2 separate regions of the Gossypium hirsutum genome follow, and region 2 is linked to region 1. The links are chromatin contacts, called in public Hi-C maps. All regions are on one chromosome and are shown on one strand. The core of a region is the stretch at or near the end of the contact, and the rest is flanking DNA. Distances in the headings are between cores, read along the strand shown. Region 1 holds the start of LOC107951356. Region 2 holds the start of LOC107951349 (trafficking protein particle complex subunit 2).

Region 1 (3,683 bases), core at 373-2,872:
GCCTACTTGCTCAGTCAGTCACATCATCACTTAATTGTAGAAATGAATAGAACTTTTAATGGAAGCACCAGTTTATTTTTTAACTTAATGTACAGATATTAGTTTGTCTTTTTTTAAAAAAAATAGATAAAATGTAATTCAACTTTTAATATAGAAACAATCGTGATAAAAATAAAGTTGTATGAATTTTAAATACAAAAGAATACATTTGATAAGATATCAAATTTGTAAAATCTAGGAACAACCTTTTATTTAATATAGAAAATTTAAAAGCCAAGTGTTATTTGATTATTAAAAATATGCTTTTCATGGATATTAACAACCAATTATTTTCTCCCTTCTTTAGAAATAAGTTAGGTAAAGCATATCTTAGAAACCCAAAAATTAAGGAAAAAGATTCTCCAACTTTTTTAGTTAATCAAGCAAAGATTACTTCATTTTTTATAAAAAAGCTTTTAAGGATTGCTTATGAAAATACTTCTTAGCATTTATTAAATTATTATTTTATAATGAATTTTGGTTATTAAATACAATAATTTAGAGTTATAATTTGATAGGTGATTTATTAAACTTAAAAAAGGTTAAATTATATTTAAGGTCACTTTAAAATAGGGTTTGTCTTATTTTAATCACTTTAATTTTATTTTCAACTTAGTTACTTTAATTAAGATAATTGTTTGAACTAATCACTATCGTAAAATTTTATGTTAATCCATTAACGGATTACTAACATTGCACATTAACCAATTGAATGAACACATGTGGTATTGTTTTTTTAAAAAAAACTTTTGACTAAAGAAATTTATAAAAAGTGATATGAAAATTAGAGAAAGAAAAAGAAACAAATTGGGAGAAAGATTTGGGATTATTATGGGTGGATATATCATCTAAAGAAGATAATAAACAAGTTCTAGTATTAGTAAGAAGAAGAAAAGGTGAAGAAGAAGAAAAAAAGAAAAAGAAAGAATAAAAGAGAAAAAGATAAAGATAAAGATAAAGGTAGGGAGTAGCTATGTAACTTAAATTTTTTAGTTGAATAGATAATATAAACAGTCACGTTAACTTTAATGTTACAATTCAATAATTAAAATATAAATGTAATGAATTGATAATATCAGTGATCACATCTTGACCTTTTTAAAAACATAATTTAAATTTGAATCCATTTATTATTTAAATTAAAAATGAATATATAAATATCCGACTATATAATAAAAATTTAAATTTATGAAAAACATATCAAATAATAAGGTTAAGTAATCAAAGTAAGGTAAAACCTTTTAATGTTTACTCAATAAGAGCTAAAATAGTCAAATGAATTATTAATTTATTTTTTAAAAGTGCTAAAATATTTGAAACCTAATATGCTATATATGAAAAATCCCTATTCAAGCATCTTTCACCCCAATTTACATATTTAACTCAATAATAAGGAATAAGAAATTCCGAATAATATATATTGTATATGCAAATCCTAAATATGAAACCAGACATAATTCGACCTTAAAATAAAAAAAATAAAAAATATATATAGATGGAATTGGACTAAAATAAAAAAAGGTTAAAATAAAATACGAAATAAAATTGAAATATCATTCATATCTATACTATTATTTAAAGTTTTGGTAGAAGTGATGTTACTGTCAACTAGGAAATTATAAAAATATATATATATATAATTATACAAAGAATGAGATTTCAAGCCAAAGAAGAAAATCAAAATGATATGAGTGTAACATAAAGTGAAAAAAATGAAAGGAGAAATTAATTAGGGATAGAAAAAAGATGAAGGGATTGCACCAAAATTCAACCCGAATGCATGAGCTTTATTGTCGAAAAGGAAGTCCACGTGAGGTGAAACTAAAAGATCAATAATGAAGGGTATTTATTAGCCTAGCCTGCTCTTAGTTGTTAGTTAGCTGCTGGTATCAGCTTGATTATTTTTGGAATTCCAAACAAACCCAGAGATCAAATCTGCGACATATTCGGGTTGGAAGAAAGAATCATCAAATATGGAGGTAGAGCCGTTTAGGAACAAGACTGAGAAACCATCAATGGATCTCCCGCACACTACTACTTCAGACGCCACCAGAGTCCTCAGGAAGAGGCGGAAACGCAGAAACATCTGTTTCGGAGCCATTGCCTTGTTGGTTTTCATCATCATCTTGATCATCATCTTAGCCTTCACCGTCTTCAAAGCCAAGCGCCCCATCACCACCGTCGACTCCGTTTCCTTATCCGACCTCAATTTCTCCGTCGATTTGGCCAGGTTCAGAGTTCTGCTCAACGCCACCCTCGACGTCGATCTCTCCATCAAGAACCCTAACAAGGTGGGATTCAAGTACAGAGACTCCAACGCCCAATTGAATTACAGAGGGCAGCAAATCGGGGAGGCTCCCATCCCGGCAGGTAAGATCTCCGCAGATCAAACGGTCCCCATGAACTTAACTCTAACAGTAATGGCGGATCGTTTGATCTACAATTCGAGATTCTTTTCGGATGTCACAACGGGCGGCGTATTGCCGCTCTACGCCGTGACTAGGATTTCAGGCAAGGTGAATGTCATGAACCTGTTCAAGATTCAGGTAGAATCATCAACTACATGCGAATTTACAGTCTTTTTATCAAATTCAAGCGTGGGGGACCAAAATTGCAAGTATAAGACAAAATTTTAATCCTTTACATACATGTATAGTTTGTTTGTAGGTGGTAGTAATTGTAATTTTCAGTTAGTGGTAGACAAAATCAGTGTTTTTTATTTGGATTCAGATAATAAATTGGTGTGATTCCAGATTTACAATCAACCCCTTTGACTGATGAGAGCAACTCAGATGGACCCCTTTTTATTCATACTTCTTTAATTTTTATGCTCAATCCCATCATTTTAACTCTTCATTTCTAACATTGGCAAGAAATAAGATATGCAAAATCAAAGCGCCATCTTCTCTACATGCCTATGAATTTGGACGCTCTTTAAAGTTGTTTGGTATTCCAAGCCCATTTTATGATCATTTATATGAAAGTTGGAACAAAGCCTGTGTGCTCATACATATTATTTGATTCACGCGGCAGCTTTTAAAGTTGTTAAGATATCATTAGAATATCATATTATTTTGTTTAAAATTAGTGTGGATGTGCTTTCATCTCGTAATTTATGCAACCCTTTAAATTCACCCAAATCAACTTTAATTCTCATAGAATTTTTCTAAAGTACCAAAAATATAATGGAAGCAACTCAAAAACAAAAGAAAGCTCAAAAGAACAGAATAACCACAGAAAAACAAAGTACACCAAGTGTTTGAGTAAATGCTCTCAATATATTCTTTAACTCAAACAATAGAATACAATGGATGATTACAAATGAGGGGGAGGCTCTCTATTTATAGTTGAGCTCCCCCACCGCCAGCAATATAGATTGAGTTACATCGACGAACAATATCGAAGCCTATCTACAATTAAGGGGTTTATATAATCCCCAAGATTACAAAATCAAAACTTACCAAATTACAAATCTTCTAATATTATTTTCCCTATTTACTAAGGTAGCCTAATTTTCCGTAAGTATTTCACTAGGACACAAAGGCTTCAAGTAGATGGGCTTGGTCATTTGTTCTTTGAATTGGGTTAATTCAGGTAGATCGAATGAGCCACATTTAATATGTAGCTCTCCATGGAACGCTCTT
Region 2 (3,683 bases), core at 334-2,833, 200 kb after region 1:
GATGCAAACTAAGAGCCATCTAATTATTCTCAGGCAGTTAGCTGTGAAGACTTAGAAAAATAGATGTTTGCTATGCAAAAGGAGATGAAACCACTTCACAAAAATAAAACATAGAATCTTGTGAAGCTCCCTAAAGGAAAAAAGGTTATTCGTTGTAAATAGGTGTTTAAAAAGAAAGAAGGGATTCTAGGAATTGAAAAACCCAGATATAAAGTAAAGCTTGGTTACAGTCAAATTTCAGGAGTGGACTTCATAAATGTGTTCTCCCTAGTTGTGAAGCATAGTTCGATTCGAGCTTTACTTGGTATTGTGGCCATGCATGATTTAGAGCGTGAACAGTTAGATGAAAAAACAGCATTTTTGCATAGAGAACTTGAGGAAGATATTTACATGCAACAACTAGAGGGCTTTACAGTCTCAGAAAAAGAAGACTATGTTTGCTTGCTGAAAAAGTCCCTTTAAGGTTTGAAGCAGTCACCAAGACAGTGGTACAAGAATTTTAATTACGTTATGACTTCTCGTGATTTCAAAATAAGTAGCTTTGACAGTTGTGTTTACTTTAAGAAAAATAGTGACGGTTCTTTTGTGTATCTACTCCTTTATGTTGATGACATATTGATAGCAACAAAAGATAAATAAGAGATAATAAATGTCAAAGCTTGACTAAGTGAAGAATTTAATATGAAAGATTTGGGACCAGCAAAAAAGATACTTGGTATGGAGATTCTCAGAGATAGAAAAACAAGTAAATTGTACCTAAGTCAGAAGGGGTACATTGAGAAAGTTCTTTGTAGGTTCAACATGCAGAGTGCTAAACCTATTAGTACTCATTTAGCAGCCCATTTCAGACTTTCATCGATTTTGTCTCCACAATCAGATGATGAGATTAAGTACATGTCACATGTTCCACATTCTAGTTCAGTGGGATCTCTCATGTATGATATGGTTTGTTCACGTCCAGATTTATCATATGCAGTCAGTGCATTTAGCAAATACATGACGAATCCCGGTAAAAAACATTGGAAAACAGTTTAGTGGATTTTAAGATATTTAGGAGATACTACTAATGTTTGCTTACAATTTGAAAGAACTAAAGATGGAGTCATTGGGTATGTTGATGCTGATTTTGCTGGAGACCTTGATAGAAAAAAATCTCTCACAGGTTATGTCTTTATAATCGAAGGTTGTGCAATCAGTTAGAAAGCCACTTTGTAAACTACAATCACTTTGTCTACCACTGAAGCTGAGTACATGGCGATTATTGAGGCTTGTAAAAAAGTTATTTGGTTGAAGGGACTCTTTAGTGAACTCAATGAAAAGGGGATGAGCGCTAGTGATCAGAGGCGAAGGAAGCAAGGGAGGCCAGAACTGAGAGTGGCTGAGTGAGAGCATTTCTGAAGTGAGAAAGCGAGGAGGTTAAAATAAAACTATTGGGCACCGATTCAACGAGGATGACACCTTTATTCCCTATAAGCCTGTATTCCACTGGACCAAACAATAGTTGAGTGGTGGGCCTGCAGAATTGGGCTGTAATGGAATGGTAATGCCAACCAAACGGTCACTGTTAACCTATCTACCAAGAAAAATGGAAAAAACGATGAAAATAAAACAAAGTCGTCCCCAACCCTTGAGTAAATAGTGTACCAAATCACAAAGGTTAAAGTGGGAAAACTGCTACAAGCTCCAGTGGAGTATTCAAGTAACTGTGCGGTGAAAAGTTTGTTTTGTACTGCACAAATTCAATATCATCCACTCAAACAGTGCTCCCAATTATTCTATATATTATTTCTGGGATCCCATTTTTTATTTTTTCCCCAATTCCTGATTTTGAGGTTTGAATCATTTACCGTTTTCATTTTGTTTTGTTTGTTTTTTTCTTTTGGCTTATGATGTTTTTGCCTCAGTTAAGTTTCTCGGTTTTCTAGATTCATATTCTTAGTTGAATTTCTGAAGATTAGGTTTTTCATGTAACAATGAGATGCTGGAATTTTGGGTTTCTCCTTTACCCAGTTACCCATTTTCTTTTTCTTTGGCTCTTTGGTTTTTCATATAATATTGAAATCTTGAAAATAGAGTGTGGAATGCGGAGAATTAAATGATTAAATTGATCGGAAAGTGTGAGGAGGCGATTTTCAGATCATGATTTGGTGTTAGCATAGATATATTTATTTGTTTGTATTTTTGTTTACGATTCAAGAATAGAGGCTGCAGTGGTTAGGCAGAACAATTCTTTTGACAATTATAAACAAATTCTTGGAAAACGAATTGTACTTTAAGTAATGGGCATGTTATGAGAAAACTCAAGCAGGGAAAATATACCGTTTGTGTTAACATTGTAGGATCATGTTCCATTATCTTCTTAATCTTGGAGAACTTTAGAGAATTTTATGTTCTATGCTAGTCAGACTCAGGTGAGTGTTGGATATAGATATGGTGAGCGACAGATACAGGTGTGTCGAAGACATGGATATACTCCATTTATTTTAAAGGTTTTCACATATATTTGGAGGGTCATATCTCTATATCCCTGTCTAAATATGTCTTCAACACGCGTCTGTCTAAGAAATGGATATACTCAATTCCTTTTAATGTTTTTAAATATGGGTCACATGAACAAGAATGTGCACACTTGGACTGTTAGAGGCAATAATCTTTGTTTTGATAACGAAAGAACCTTACTGATTTAAAATAACTCCCCAAATGCTCTATACTTTTTGACAAACTGTGTCAAGTGTCAACTAGCCTTTGCATTTTGAGCATATACATTACAGTTAGGAATTTTTTCTGTTCCTATTCTTTTATTTTCCTTTCCAAGGACTCTCTGCCATCAACCTTTCGGTTTACTCAACTGCTGTTTATGTGTGATTTGGTACACTTGTCTGCATGTATTATTTTTTCTATGTGCCTTATGGCCTAACCACCTATGTTTTTCTCTCTTTTGATGCTGGAATCCTGTCAATCAGAGTTGATCCTGCCGTAACACAAGGATGACAAGTACAGCTTGTTTTATCATTGTGAGCCGAAATGACATCCCAATATATGAAGCTGAAGTGGGATCTGCTGCTAAAGTGTGATGTTTATTCTCATCTGTGTACATATATATTTCCTATATTTCCTATAATGATTCTTGATTTATATCTTTTTTTCACATTGAAAGTGGCCAAGAATTGATTTGTTTTACTGGCCAAGAATTGTTTTATCTTACTTTCTTGGGCATTTAGACCTTTCTTTTCTGGATACATGATTCATACTTGTATTTTGAAGAAAGAACACTTTGATCAAAATTGTTAGTTTCAAATTTGTTACTCAGAAGTATTTCATTACATCATGCTGTTATTTTTGTGGCATATTGTCACTGAGTTGTCACCGTCTAGTTTTCTATATTTTTATTTGTTTCATTTTTTCTTTTCTTTTGTTTTTAATATGATCAGGTCTGTTTGGATTTCACAAGTGTAAAATGCTTTCACCTTATAATAATACTTATTTGTTAGGTTGTAATTTTTTTGGCCTTGTGTGAGAAGCTGCTGTTGCTTTTTTCTACTTTTCTGACAACATCGCTTTATGCAGAGAGAAGATGCTGCTCAGCTGCATCAATTCGTATTACATGCAGCTCTGGATATTGTTCAAGACCTTGCATGGACCACCAGTGCAATGTTAGTTATATTTTCAGCTTAGCATATATT

The links. A called contact is a pair of places that touch in the nucleus more often than the background predicts.
Region 2: a Hi-C map of leaf shows a contact between it and region 1, with 1.9 times the contacts expected there. The contact joins the promoter of LOC107951349 here to the promoter of LOC107951356 in region 1. A contact is called at or near these places in 4 of 34 Hi-C or Micro-C datasets (hypocotyl and leaf).

Annotation. Positions count from the first base shown.
Region 1 is chrA02:26,961,990-26,965,672 of Gossypium_hirsutum_v2.1, forward strand. LOC107951356 reads left to right here and starts at 1,623. Exons shown (of 1, transcript XM_016886374.2): 1 at 1,623-2,804. The coding sequence starts at 2,013. The coding sequence ends at 2,675.
Region 2 is chrA02:27,165,234-27,168,916 of Gossypium_hirsutum_v2.1, forward strand. It overlaps LOC107951349 (trafficking protein particle complex subunit 2), which reads left to right and starts at 1,584. Exons shown (of 6, transcript XM_016886362.2): 1 at 1,584-1,832; 2 at 2,964-3,068; 3 at 3,568-3,653. The coding sequence starts at 2,988.